Linked DNA regions of Zea mays: region 1 is linked to region 2. Evidence: chromatin contacts called from public Hi-C data. All regions are on one chromosome and are shown on one strand. The core of a region is the stretch at or near the end of the contact, and the rest is flanking DNA. Distances in the headings are between cores, read along the strand shown.

Evidence for each region. A called contact is a pair of places that touch in the nucleus more often than the background predicts.
Region 1: a contact with region 2 is called in a Hi-C map of bundle sheath, with 2.1 times the contacts expected there. The contact joins the promoter of LOC100273327 here to the promoter of LOC100277671 in region 2. A contact is called at or near these places in 3 of 25 Hi-C or Micro-C datasets (bundle sheath, endosperm and tassel).

The regions. Positions count from the first base shown.
Region 1 is chr1:273,908,499-273,915,705 of Zm-B73-REFERENCE-NAM-5.0, reverse strand. It overlaps LOC100273327 (putative glycolipid transfer protein (GLTP) family protein), which reads left to right and starts at 4,960. Exons shown (of 4, transcript NM_001147768.1): 1 at 4,960-5,488; 2 at 5,949-6,121; 3 at 6,465-6,607; 4 at 6,859-7,207. The coding sequence starts at 5,204. The coding sequence ends at 6,881. It also overlaps the pseudogene LOC118473246.
Region 2 is chr1:273,769,816-273,777,527 of Zm-B73-REFERENCE-NAM-5.0, reverse strand. LOC100277671 (Regulator of Vps4 activity in the MVB pathway protein) reads right to left here and starts at 5,035. Exons shown (of 2, transcript NM_001151178.2): 1 at 4,488-5,035; 2 at 3,536-4,397. The coding sequence starts at 4,958. The coding sequence ends at 3,813.

The sequences.
Region 1 (7,207 bases), core at 3,711-6,210, 140 kb before region 2:
GCATTTGGTTGTAAATGAATTATAATCAAGATAACTATTAAATAAGGTATTTTTCAACATCTATTACTTATTTTGTAGCTATAAGTTATTTTAAACTGTGTCATAAATTTTTATTCTTCGTTGTGTTAGCAACACCTAAATTTTCTAGCGTCCTCCGCCACTGCCTCCATCCTCTAACATATTAGCACTGAGTAATTTAAACCTCTTCCTAAAGGAACACTACATTCCTACTTTCTAATAGTTGAGGATATGTCATAATCCCACCGTGCAGATGCGTAGATGGGGTAAGTTTCCATGCTCTATTCCGAACCGAGATAGAATTTCGGCAGCACCTCCTCGATGTTCACCAAATACACATCCTGGATTGAAGTAGAGCATAGGAACTAACTCCATATATGCATCCACATGATGTCCAACAAATGTGAACAATTTGAAACATATGAAGTTATAAATATGCAAAGATATGCATATTTGCAATCGTATCTCTTTCAAACGGGAGATGGCTAACTGGGTTATGTGATCTACGACCATGATATGGAAATGCAGGTTATACCTAGGGTGACAGTGAAGTCAGACTAGTGGTGCTATGGCGGGTCGGTGTAGTGGCGACACACGCGGTGTAGGCAGACCCACAACGGCTAAGAAGACGATCATGTGGCCTAGTTACTCTAGCTCAGCTACGCCTCTCTCTTCTCTACAAAAAACAATAAACACAAGCATGCCAATACAAAAAAATCTACAGTAACTCCCCTTCACGGTGAGGTTTTAAATCCTAAAAAATAACAACACCATGGCTTACATGAACATATACATGATCTCAAGTGAACTTCTATAATATATAGTTTGCATTTTGTTGAACATCAAATTTGATAGTCAAAGTTAAGAGAGATTGACTTAGGACAAACCTAATACGACATGAAAGGATGATTAAACAAAGATAGTTAAACAAGAATACATTCACCTAGACTTTATTTAGGCTAAAGTGCTAAATATAGTAATTAGTGAAAATACAGTTCTCGTCTAGCTACTGCATCGATTAAGGATTGCTACTGCATCAATCTATAGTATTCTAGTTCACATCAATCCAAGTAATATATGATACCGGGGAGGTGGTCGGAGGCGACGAGGATGACTGGGGCTGACTGCGTCGGGGATGGCTAGGGGCGGAGGTGTGAGGGCGAGTGCAGACACGGGTAAGAGCTGGAGGCAGTGAGGACAACGAGGGAGGTGGCCAGAGCTAGGACTGGGAAAAAATACCCGAGACCGAAAACCGAACCCGATCAGACCGAACCCGAGACCGATCAGATCGAAATACTGGTTCTCAGGTTCATGTTCGGGTCCTAGTTGGTAGAAACCGATATATTATTCGGTTATTCGGTTACATTAGTCGGGTACCCGATCAAACCGAATGGCCCAACAATGCACTGAATCAGGCAATCAGCCCAGCCCATATCCGTCCACCCCGTATCTATCTCCGTCGAACATTGTAAGTTGTAACCCTAACTTCTCATGTCTCAACCCCGCGCCTCCACCTCCAGTCTCCAGCCCCAAGGAGTGGCGGCGACACATCGTCACTTAGCTTTGTCACCGTTAGAGCCCGGAGGACTCTCCCTCGACCCTCGCCGTCGACCGTCGCCGCCTCGCCGGCTCACTGTCATTGGCTGCATCCGAAGCCGGCAGCTCACGACGCCTCTTGTCAAACTTCAACGACTGCTATCTATCTGGTACTAGAGTTTTCTTCCCAAAGCGACCAATCCTCTTGTGAAACTTCGAGTCTTTGATGAATACTGTCTAATGCGTTGCTGCCTCTGCCTGAGTGCCTGCTGTAGTGCTGCTCATCGCCTTGTTGGTTGCCGTTGTCGGCGTGCCCCACGGCCACACGCCCCACTTCCTGGAGTCCTGTTTGCGTGTTTGCGTAGCGCTCAAAATCTGAAAGGTCCCAGCTCGCAATCGCAATGGAGTCTTGCCGATGAACATGATGTGCTGACTGTTGTTATTGTGCTTCAAACTTTAGAGAATTTGTTGTTGTGCAGCCTGCTATGTCTTACCGAAGACTTATGTCCTTGTTAACTCTGTGAAGACTATATTGTTAGCTCATCAGTCTATGTCTAATTGTCAATCATACACTTATATATTGTGAACTGTTCTATTTAAATTTGTATTATTGCTTGTGTTAGTGCTGAAACCTGAAAGTGTAGCTGACATGCTGCTGTTGCCTGAACTCACCCAGTCAGGTTGGCTAGTGGCCCAGGTACACTCTCGGTCTGCTCGGTCATGCCCGAAAATCGAACCGAAAGTGTAGATAACCGAACTGTCGGTTCTCACTTCTGTAGGCAATAGTTCGGTTCCTAGTTTGTGAAAACTGAAATTTTAAAAAACCGAAAGAACCGAACCGAATACTCGGTTAAGACCGAACGCCCAGGCCTAGCCGGAGCGGTGTGGATGGTCAGCGCCGGCTACGATAGAGATGCCTGAGGGCGGAAGCGGCGAGGGAGAGCGCGGACAAGGGCCAGAGCTGGAGGCGACAGGGATGACCAGGGAGGTGGCCAGAGGCGGCGGCGACATTGTGCTCTAGCGCAATGAAGGTGAGGAGAGTAGAGGAGTGAAGAGAAGACGATGACGAGTAGGGTTATATACATCGACTTTGCTGAGTGCCTAAGATCTGGCACTCGGCAAATAAATTTTTTATGGCACTCGACAAAGAAATTTTTTATTTTTTAAAAAATTATCGAGTGCCACGTCTCGGACACTCGGCACAAAAGTTTTTATTTTTTTAAAAAAATATATGTCATCAATTCCTTTTTCGTGTGTCTACTGATAGGCAACCGGGAAAGAAGTTTTTTTAAAAAAAATTGTGTCGAGTGCCTCCTACAAGAGCACTCGGCAAAGGACCACTTTGCCAAGTGTCTCCATTGGACACTTGACAAAGTTTGTTTGTTTTTTATTCCCCTCCCACTTTTTGTGTTGTGTTCCAAAAGTCTCAAGAGCAACACATGGAATTTTGGCACATTTCTCAAAGTTTGCTATATCTATTAGATTTAGTTCATATAATTGAACTTCTTCGAGCAATTCACATTTGAACTACAAGTCACTCGAAGAATAGAAAATAATGAATACAAAAAATTATATTGATGTTATTGAGCACAAGTTACGACCTAATTCAGGAACAAACCAGAAATTTCGAACACCATGTTCACGTAAAATGAGCGTGAACTGCGATCGAGTTGTTTTGAATTGTATAAAACACAAACGAAGTCAGAAAATCATGAAACTTATCGAGATCTCCTGAAATCATATGTAGAGTCTATGATAAAAATTTAACAAAGTTTCTTGAAAGTTGCCACATACGACGTGTACAAACCTAGCCGGCCTCTACATGGAATCATGAAACTTCTACAGAGGCCGACTAGGTTTGTACACGTCGTACGTGACAACTTTCACGAAGCTCTGTAAAATTTTTTATCACAAACTCTACATAATGATATCATGAGATCTCGACAAGTTTCATGATTTTATGATTTCTTTTGCGTTTTATACAATTTAACAACGGGATTGCAAATTCGCAGTCATGTTTCGTGAACATGATCTTCGAATGTTCGTTTGTTGCTAAATAAGGCCGCAAAATGTGCTCAATAACATTAATATCAATTTTGTATTTGTTGCTTTCAATTATTCGAGTGACTTGCCGTTCAAATGTGAATTATTCGAAGAAATTGAAATAGATGTACTAAATCTAATAGATATAACAAACACTTTGAGAAATGTGCCAAATTTGAACATGTAGGTCTAGAGATTGTATGAACACAGTACAAAAAAGTTGGAGGGGAAAAGAAAAAAAGCAAATAAACTTTGTCGAGTGTCAGAAAAAGACACTCGACAAAGACAGTGCCTTTGTCAAGTACCTTCCTGTGGCACTCGACATAGTTAACGCCCGTCAGCTGTTGACGACGCTTTACCGAGTGTCTAGATTTGGCAAGAGTTGGGCACGGAAAATATGGTTTTGCCGAGAGTGTTTGTATGTCGAGCATTTTGCACTCGTCATAGAGGGGATCTTTGTCTGAGTGTCTTTGTTCGTCAAGAGTAACACTCGAGTGTCCGAGATTTTGCACTCGTCAAACCTATAGCATTCGACAAATAACACATTTCCAGTATAGATGAATGGGATAAAGATGTTGTAAACCTATTTTTAGAGAACAGTAGAGAATTAATGATGATAAACCATTTGTATTTGATGTCAAAGAATTTATATCGATTACGGAGTCTTTGCTTTAGTACTTCAGTCTAGTTAGGGCACGTTTCTTTTAGCCTGTAGGTTTTTCATAAAATGCAAGTTGAAACAGGAGATCCAACTTGTAATAATGCATATGCTACCTATGTTTATACAATCCAGCCATTAAGGTGCTGTTTGGTTCAAAAATGTAACGCAAATGATAATGGTAATGGTTTACGCTTATTACTGGCGGTAACAAATTTGAATAGACTGGTATCAATTTTTAGTGTGGTATCTGATTACGGTTAGACTAAAACAAACATGATTTAACGTTATCAGTTACTCATTACGTTATAAATATGTCATTACGTTATAAATATGTGAACCAAACGACACTACTTCCTCTATGTAGCTTGCAAAAATTTGCAAGACGTGATTCACAAACGAGGCCCGGCGTGGAACATCGGGGATTCGAGTGATGTCAGTATGTCACAGGCGCATGTCGCTAACAGATGTCCTGTGCAGATGGGCGTATTTGCACGTGTTTTTCTTGGGTAGAAATCATATAGAAACAGTAACAGCGTGGCTTGCGTGATGTCTGTTTTAAATTCACTCCAAGATTAGGATGCTAACCTGCCACGGCCTGTCACTGTCCGTTCGGTTAGAATAGAACCCCCACGGCCCCACCTCCTTTCGCACGAGATGGCTATATAAAGCAGGATCCATTCGCCAAAACGCGAGTCCTCTCAGTCTTTCTCCCCCCACGGCAGAATTCCGATTCCGGCCGCCTCCTATACATAGCCAGCCAGCCTTCCACCCTCTCCCCTCCCCCAACACAGAGCAGCGAGCCGCGCGCGGAGGCGAGGCGTTCGCACACCTCGCCCGCGCCACCACCACCGCTCCGTTGCGCCCGCCAGCCGTCACGCGTGACGTTTCCCGGGGGGCCGGGGGAGAGAGAGGCAGAAGGAGGAGGCACGGAGAGGACGAGACAGGATGCTCGGGTTCAGGCAGATGCCGTGGTCGTCGGCGCAGGAGCAGGAGCAGGCGCCGTCGGAGCAGCTGTGCGAGGGGGTGTCGGCCGTCGTGGCGGCGCGCCAGGGGATGGAGAAGCCGCTGACGGCTGTGGCGGAGGCGTTCGAGGAGCTGGCGCGCGGCATGGAGGCCGATGGCGGGGAGCTCCGCCTCGCTCCCTTCAGCGACTCCTGCGCTCTCGTCTCCGTGCTCTTCAGCAGCCTCGGGATGGCCTTCAGGTTCGCCGAGATCGAGTACGTCACCAAGGTGAGCGCCCTACGATCCCGCTGTCCCGCCGACCGATCCCTTTCGCGATTGATTCTGCGCGATGACCCCCCCTATTTTTTTCGCCCCGATCGCTTGGACCGTTGTTGCGATCTCCGTGCCTGGATAACATGGCGCCACGTTGTTTGACTTTCATCAGATCGTGCAGCGTTCACCGACGACCGACGTTGCCCAAAAAAATTACTTTGGATTATTATATCATTTCCTTATTTTTTTCAAAAAAAAATTTAACGTACGTCATCACAGGAATCGAAAGTTTGCATCTTTTTTTCCAAGGAAGCTTCCTTCTCGATTGCGTGCAGAGTCTTTCAAAATTTCAGTGGTCGGCATTAGTATACCAATCAAAATTGCTCACGCGTACTCCCGGCCTTCCGGCGAAGGAATGTAACGGCGCCTCCCCGTGCGAATACTGAATGCTCATATCAGCCATCCATCTTTCCAGGTGAACGATCTCATCGGTGCCGGCAAGTCGTACCGCACGTTGAGCGACATCCTCGACAAGGACATCCAGAATGACTGCGTGAAGAAGCAGGGAAGCCACTCCCGGAACTTACGCAGGGTCCGTCTCGGCCTCGGCCTCATTAAAGCCCTCTTCGAGCAATTCCTCGATACCGAGTACGTCTCGTTGCATTCAACCAAACATGAACACATCTCATCACTAAGTCTGAATATTTCAGGCAAGATAGGCCACATTGACTGAATCTCAAGGCCTGTATACAGCGTATGATGTCCTTTTGTCAGAATGTGTACGATGATAACTGCATGATCTCGAACTGGTTGTCATGTGGATGTGGTTAAATACATTTACCAAATTGCCAGCTGGTGCTCACAAGGCTATTACTGCATGTACATGTGTAACTGTCAAGTGCTATGATTTGGACAGATAGCTGTTTTGTTTTAAAATGATACTTATATATTGACTGGTGGCTCTGTTCTTTGGCACTTGTTTTTTTTTCAGGGGGACATTGTATGATGCTGCTACGATAGCTTACGGGCAGGTCTGCGCGCCGTTTCATAGCTGGGCGATCAGGAAGGCTGTTGGTGCTGGCATGTACACTCTTCCAACTAGGGAGCAGTTGATAGTGCGGCTGAATGAAACTGGTAAGCAAACGCAAAGACCCACCACGTTTCGAAGGATTACAACTTTACCAATCTTCGAATTTCGTTTTCTCGAAAGAAAATGCCTTTATTTCTCCAGAGAGGGATTGATCAAATGTTTTGCGGCAGATGTTCTATCATCAAATGTTAGGCATCTGAGATGCCAATGTCCGAAACCAGATATTCTGCCGACTCTTCATGTCAAGTGTTAACAGTGTCCTTTATTGATTGTTGACGCAGATTTCTCCGTGCAGAAGGAGATGAGGAGATACATTGATGCTTCTAGTCCTATCATAGAGTACATCGACAACCTTTTCCTCTCGAGGAACATTAGCCTAGATTGGTGAGCTGATCTGAACTGGACTGGACTGAAGATCAAGTCTGCAGCTTGTTCACAAAGCCGTTGTTGGTACCATCGATTTATTGTTCATAGTTATTTATTCAGCCTTGTTGGGTGGTGGATGGATGCTCCCTTTTCTTCCTTTGTTGCACGCACGGGTCTCGTGCATGTGTTGTACAACTGCATGATAATTCTAGCATGGACATTGATGTTCTTGCCGACTGTCCATATAGAAACTGATGGATAATGCAAACGACTATTCA
Region 2 (7,712 bases), core at 3,786-6,285:
AGCCTAGGCAGTTCAAATTTGAACTAAGCTGGTTCAACCAGGAAGACTTTTTCGATAAAGTCGTTCATTGCTGGAACAGACCAACCAAAGGGAAAAACTTTGTGCAACATTGGAATCATAAACTAGGGGCGCTACGAAAAATGCTCTGTGGCTGGGCATCTAATGCTAGTGGGGAGTATAAAACTAAAAAAGGTCAACTCCAAGCAATCATTACTGACTTGGACACTTCAGCTGAGGATAGGATATTGACTGAGGCTGAACGAAATCAACTCAAACAAGCCAGATATCAGCTATCCTCCCTCCTCAGAGATGAAGAAATAAGATTCTATCAAATAGCCAAAGTAAAAAATATATTACTAGGAGACAATAATTCCCGGTATTTCCATATGGTGGCAAACGACAAATATCGAAAAAAAGAATCTTCTCTTTGGATCATGAAGATGGGGTAATAGAAGGACAAAATAATCTCAAAACATACATTACACAATTTTATAAGGAGCTCTTTGGAGAACCTGAGAACTCGCATTTCTCCTTAGATGAGGAATGGATCCAGGACATCCCTCAGGTCACTAGAGAAGAAAACAACATCTTATCGAGACCTTTTTCAGAGAAGGAGATAAAAGATGCTATATTTCAAATGGAGCGAAATAAAGCTCCAGGTCTAGATGGTTTCCCAGCAGAGTTTTACCAAAAGTATTGGGATATTATTAAGTATGACATGCTGCAAATGTTTGAGGACCTGCATAGGGGTGATCTACCATTGTTTAGCCTGAACTTTGGTGTAATCACCCTGATCCCTAAGATACAAGATGTGAATCTAATACAACAATATAGACCCATTTGCCTCTTGAATGTTAGTTACAAGATCTTCACCAAAGTCGCTACAAACAGGTTGAATCTAGTGGCAGACAAAATAGTGAATCCTACTCAAACCGCTTTCATGCGAGGACGAAATATCCTAGAAGGAGTAGTAATCCTACATGAAACAATCCATGAGCTACATAGAAGAAAGCTTGATGGGATAATTTTCAAGATGGATTTTGAGAAGGCATACGACAAGGTTAAGTGGCCTTTCTTGTACCAAACTCTACGGATGAAGGGTTTCTCTCTAAGATGGATATCTTGGATAAAGACCTTCATCTCGGGAGGTAGTGTGGCTATAAACGTTAATGATGAGATAGGCCATTATTTTCAAACGAAGAAAGGCCTTAGGCAAGGAGACCCACTTTCACCCCTCCTTTTTAATATTGTAGCAGATATGTTGGCTATAATAATTAAAAGGGCAAATATGGAAGGACAAGTCGGTGGAGTTGTGCCCCACTTAATAGATGGAGGTTTATCTATCCTTCAATATGCGGATGACACCATCCTATTCTTAGAACATGATCTGGAGAAGGCTCACAATATGAAATTGTTGCTTTTTGTCTTTGAACAAATCTCGGGACTAAAAATCAACTTTCACAAGAGCGAAATATTATGCTTTGGTGCAGCACAAGACCAAGAGCAATTGTATAGAGATATTTTTGGGTGTAAAAAAGGAGAGTTCCCTCTAAGGTATTTGGGTATTCCTATTCATTATAGGAAGTTGAAAAATACTGATTGGAGGGAGGTAGAGGAAAGATTTGAAAAAAGGCTTAGTAGCTGGAAAGGAAAACATTTATCAATCGGGGGAAGGCTAACCTTAATCAACTCAGTTTTGAATAGTATTCCCATGTATATGATGTCCTTTTTTCTTGCTCCAAAAGGTGTGCTCAAGAAGCTTGACTACTTTCGATCTCGTTTCTATTGGCAAAGTGATGAGAATAAAAAAAATACCGCCTAGCTAAATGGAACGTCCTTTGTCAACCTAAGGACCAAGGGGGTTTGGGCATCATGGATCTCAATTTAAAGAATAGGGCCCTGCTAAGTAAATGGTTGTTTAAACTCCTAACTACGGAAGGAAAGTGGCAACAATTGCTTAGAAACAAATACCTTGGATCCAAACCACTAGTACATGTTGAATGGAAACCAGGGGACTCACATTTCTGGTCGGGACTGATGAAGGTGAAGCAAGACTTTCTTCGCTTTGGAATCTTTGAAATCAGGAATGGATCACAAGTAAGATTCTGGGAAGACAGGTGGCTAGGCGGCATAGCTTTAAAAACCCAGTACCCCTCTTTATATAACACTGTTCGAAGGAAATTCAAGACAGTTGAAACAGTATTAAAATCAGACAACATAAACCTAGCTTGGAGGTGATCTCTATTTGGGTCTAAGCTTGTTGCTTGGAATGAGTTGCGCCAAAAGCTTGTTAACATACCATTAACACAAGATCAAGATATTTTTCGTTGGAACTTGCACCCAAATGGTCAATTCTCGGTAAAGTCTCTTTACCTAGCCCTTATCAAATAAGAGGTACCAAACCTAAATAAGAGACTATGGAGAATAAAAGCACCCCTCAAAATCAAGATTTTTCTATGGTATCTTCGTAGAGGAGTGCTCCTCACCAAAGACAACCTAGCTAAACGAAATTGGAAGGGAAGTAAAGCATGTAATTTCTGTCAAGGCAATGAAACAATTCAGCACTTGTTTTTCGAATGTCGATTTGCTCGTATGGTATGGAGCATGATGTTTTGGGCGTTAGGAATCCCAAAACCAACTTCCACTTCAAATATGTTCGGGAATTGGCTTTCACAATTTGACAAAAAATTAAAAAAATTTAGCCCTACTAGGAGTAGCAACCATCTGTTGGTCACTCTGGCTTAGTAGGAATGATCTGGTTTTTCAAAAGAAATTTAATATGTCTCCTTTGCAGGTTATTTTCACTACTACCCACTGGCTACGGTCTTGGGTTGTACTGCAGAGGCACGATCAACAGTCTATTGTGATGGAAGCTTCACAACGTTTGGAGCAGATGACTACGAAGTTCTTATCTCAGGCACATGGGTGGCGTTCTAGTCGTAGGATTGACAGCCATTAAGAATGTGTTTGCCATGTTCTTTTTCTTTTCTCTTTTTCTTTCTTTTCTAGGCTGTGTGCATCTTATTGTTGCAGAGGCCGGGAGACGATTTGTATCAAACTTTTAAATGCAATGAAAAATCTTCCTTTTCAAAAAAAAACTCCTATATAGTGCATTCTAAAATACCGTGTCTTTGCGCACGCCATTCTGTGCACCTAGACCTGCTACAAGCAAAATCCCTAAATCAGTGCCGTGATCGTTTCTCGCGCAGTGGCCTTGCACTGTCTTCACATCTGATGGGGCTGTAGCCTACGAGGATCTCGGATCATCCTACTTGTGTGAGTTGACTCACCAGCCTTGCGCTAGCACCTTCCACATATGTTAGCCACACATTCCCTTTATGTGATTGCTGTGTGTGATCATTGGAGCTGTGTTGTGCTGTGTCATCAATTTGTTTCTTGGCAATTGGCATCATTATATATTATTATTTTCCAAACTTCTTGCCATGACATTTGTCAATTTGTCTTCTGGGATAACCGCTTTATTGTATTGTCCTGCCTCATAATATATAATCTACTTCCTTATATAATAAAAAAACAATCTCATCCTTTCCAAGCAGATCATTTGAATTGCAACATCAATATTTTTCCTCCAAAGAACATGTACTACAATTAACGCTACACATTAACAGAACATAGCATTAGTACAGGCATAGTGTACTAGTGTGCAAACTGTTGGCAATAAATCAAATCGCTCATGTGTTTTTTTGGTAACCGTCGTTAATTACATACTACTACAGTGAAAAAAAACAACTTCCATGCCAATATATTGACAAGACGAAGAAACCATCTCCTCCGTTGCGATCTGGATGCCGCTAAAATCCCCACTTTGTTCTGACCGATGCCGGCTTTCCCCTGGCAGGCTCCCGCTGTTTCGGTTCGTCCACTGCAACGTTGCCGTGGTTTGCCTCGTCGTCCTCCGGCGTGATCTCAACATCTGAACTGTAATTCCGGCCATGCCCAATCTTCTCGGGTTTGTTTCCATGAAGCACCTCATCTTGTTTCTCGATCTCAGGATCATCCATTTGCGTCCTCCCTGCCCTCCTCCTGTCACCGGGCCCCCTGGGCTCCCCACGCGAGAGCTCCATGGCCGCCTTCGCGGCGGCGGCTGCCGAGGCGGCCGACTCGAACGCGGCCTGAGCTGCCGCTTCCACGTCCTTGTACCTCTGCGCCGAGTGGCCGGAGATGTCTTCGTCCCGGCCATCAACTGGTGGCGTCCTACTGATCCTCTCGCCATCGTGCTCCGTCTTCCTGTGGCTGTGGTTGGAGCTCCCCGAGTCCTCGTAGGGAGGAGGCGGCTCGTAGATGCGCACGGCGATCCCTTTGTCGGCGGCGATCTCCTGTAGCACCAGCTGTCGGCTCTCCAGGCTCGGCTGCTTGGTCGACAGCTTCTGCACGATCTGTCGAGAATCCAAGTTTAGTCGAGAATCCAAGGTTGAGAAGTCAGTCGGCCAGCCAGCCAGAGTACGCGGGTCGCCGCCGGGCCTCACCTTGGGGTTGACCCCGCACCCGCTGCGGAGGTTGGACGCGGCGGAGACGAACTCCCTGCCGAACTTGGCGGCGAGGATGGCCCGGACCTCTTGCAGCTCCGGAAGGTCCCCGCACCTGGCGGCGGCGTATACCAGCCCCGCCGCCGCCTCCCGCAGCTCCTCGGGGCACTCCCCCCTGTGCGCGTCGTCGACGAGCGCGGCCCGCTCGGCGATGAGGTTGCAGCAGGCCTCGAGCTCGGCGAGGACGTCGAGCGCGTTCTGCTCCCGCACGACGTGCTCGGCGCGGGCCAGCGCGCGGTCCGCGTGGCCGAGGCGGAGAAGCTGCTCCACGTCCCCGCGCGCCTGCCCGCACCGCACCTGGCGGTGGCCCCGCACCACGCCGAGGCGCGTCGCCGCCAGCCCCAGCAGCGACTTGAGCCGCGCCGTCTGCTTCGTCGTCCGCCCCAGCAGCACGTCCAGCCTCCTCCCCATCGCCTCGCACTGGGGCGGCAGCCGGCAGCACCGAGCTCGCTAGCAACACGCGGTCCCCCGAGGCGAGCCCTGGCTGCTGCCGATCGAGTCGTTGCGCGGCTTCGCCCTGGTGCTTTTATACCCCGGGGCCGGGTCGTGGCGTGGTGTGTGTGAAAGATGGGAGGAAACTGGAGGACCGGTACGTGAGATGGCTGACGCGGGCGATTAAGGCGAAGGATCCGAGGATGGTGAACTGGTGATACTGATACGCTTCCCTTCCTTGTGGTGGTGGGTTTGCTTTGTGGCGAAGCGAGCGGGCTTTTAAACGTCTGAGCGGACGCGCTCACGTTTTTCGGCCGCGCGGCACGCGGGTTTTGGCCGCCCGACCGGGGTTGTCTGTCCTCGGCTCGCTGCTGGGATCTCCGGACCGGTAGTCGGCGGGTGCAGATCGCCACGTCGGCGAGTGGCGCCGGTTTTCTTTGTCTTCGATTCGTTTTGCCTGGCTGGGCAAGCAGGGTGGTCGAAGTCGAAAACGACGGTGCAGCGACTGCGGCTGGAAACTTGCGGCACGGTGAGCCGGGCCGGGAACGGGGAGGAAACAGTCGCGCCAACTAATCTAGAAAACGTTGCGGGACTGTGACTCTGTGAGAGCGTGCGTCCGTATATAACCACCTCCATTTCGTACGGCCTGGTCTACAAGGCAGTGGCTCGTCGTGTCGGTATCGACGCTGTCTCATGATAGAGAGTGACGTGTGGTTTCGTCGTCCAGGTCGCGACCGGAGGCCCGCTTTTACTGTGTCAAACGCGCCTTCCCCTTTTCTACGGCTGACATTTTCTTTTGTCATTTCCGAGTGCCGCCGATCACTCTAGATCTGATTTCTTCTCTTCAAAAACGAAGAACTAGGCTTCGTTGCATTCAGATAGAGTGTCCACAGCAAATTGTCCAGGCGCACACACACCTAAATGTTAAGAGGAGCAACTAAACCGCTATAGCAGGAGCCCCTTCTACATCCTGCCCGCCCATGGCTACCTAGCTCCGTCCCTGACCGTAGCTCAGTGGTATATGCTCGACGGCGGTTACGAGCTGGCCGGTCCTGATTTCGATTTATATCGTTCTCACGGTTTTCTACCGTTCATTTGGAGAGGCTCTCGCCCGGTAACCGTCAAAAAAAATTGCAGACACAAACGAACATTGAAAAATTGCATTAGATATCCGGATAATAACGACGTGCCGGCCTCAGCTGCACCAAAACATCCATCGAGTATTGATAAGAGAACAGCGAAAAAGACTGCTTCTAGTCACCTTCCACGGAAGAAAAAACGAAGCAACATAATTAACGTCGAATGCGACTTGTTGGTGAATTAACGTTTTGCCAGGGATGATTGATCGGTTCCAGTACGTACGGTACGTCAGAGACGTGAGCGCGGTGAGCGCCCAAGGCTGCCACGATACGGATACGTGCACCACCACAGGATTAGAGCTGAAAGTTGTCCGGACTCGGGCTAACTTTTTTTTTTACCAACACGACAGAAAATAATTGTAGGCTAGGTTGTAACGTGTCCAGATACTAAAAACTAAGCTTGACCCGACTCGAAGCACGACAGGAGGATACCATCCTAAGCACGATAGGGACAAAAAAAACTTATATATATCTAAAAAATACATTATGAAAATATTCATAACTTTTGCTATAAACTAAAAAAATCATATAAAAAGAGAGATCAATGTTTTCTATAACTTTTATGAAGAGATAAAAATATTGGAACATGAAATAACCATTTTTAAACGCTAGTTTTCTATTTAGTACCTCACTTCATGTCGTGTCGATTCAATGACGGTCCATTTAGTCGTGTCATGCCGTCTATCGTATCTAAGTTTGAGGCACAACATGATATACCTATTTTTTTTCGTGTCAAGTCATATTTTAGACTATCTCCAGCAACGTCCTCTATATACATCCTCTATATCTGTCCTTTACAGTCTTCTCTAAAAGATTCCATCTCCTATATCTACTTTCTCTCCAACAACGTCCTCTAAATCACGTCCTCTATATGTAAATACCTATATTAAAGATATTTTTAATTTTTTAATTTTTGTACATACGTATTTGTCATACTCTCAAATGTATTTTACATATTTTAGTTTTATTAAACCGGTTGTTTAAAGTATTCAAATAGATAGAGAACCGTTTAGAGAAACTCTACATATAGAGGATCCAACAACGTTCTCTAAATTTAGAGGACCGTTTAGAGGACGTTGCTGGAGGGAGTAGAGTACGTCCTCGTCCTCTAAATTTAGGGTACAGGACCCTTTAGAGGGTCTTGTTGGAGCCAGCCACTCTTATTTCGTATCATGCCGTGCCGATACCAAATGATCTGGTCCAAACTTTGAGGTCTACCCGGGGATACAAGAATGGCCCAGCCTCTGCCATGCATTGTCCCAGGAAGGTTCTGCTACGCTTCCGTTGACGCTTCAGACGATTTGCACGGGAATTCCATTTTTTTGAACGGCATCGATCTGAGATTCCGAGTAGAAGTCACAGGTCAGCTCGTCTCGTGCCCTTAGCCGACCTGGTCCGCTCGCCTAACCCAATTAGGCACACAGGCTTGGCCTTCGGCCACACACAGGACTGTGGACCCTTTTTCGAATCGGATCACCTTGGGAAGCAGGGCACTCCTAGGCCACATACAGGCCGGGCTAGCTTCCGAGCAAGTGGCTGATGCGGGCAGATAGAGTTTTTTTATTTTTACATTAAAATATTTAAAATTTCAAAA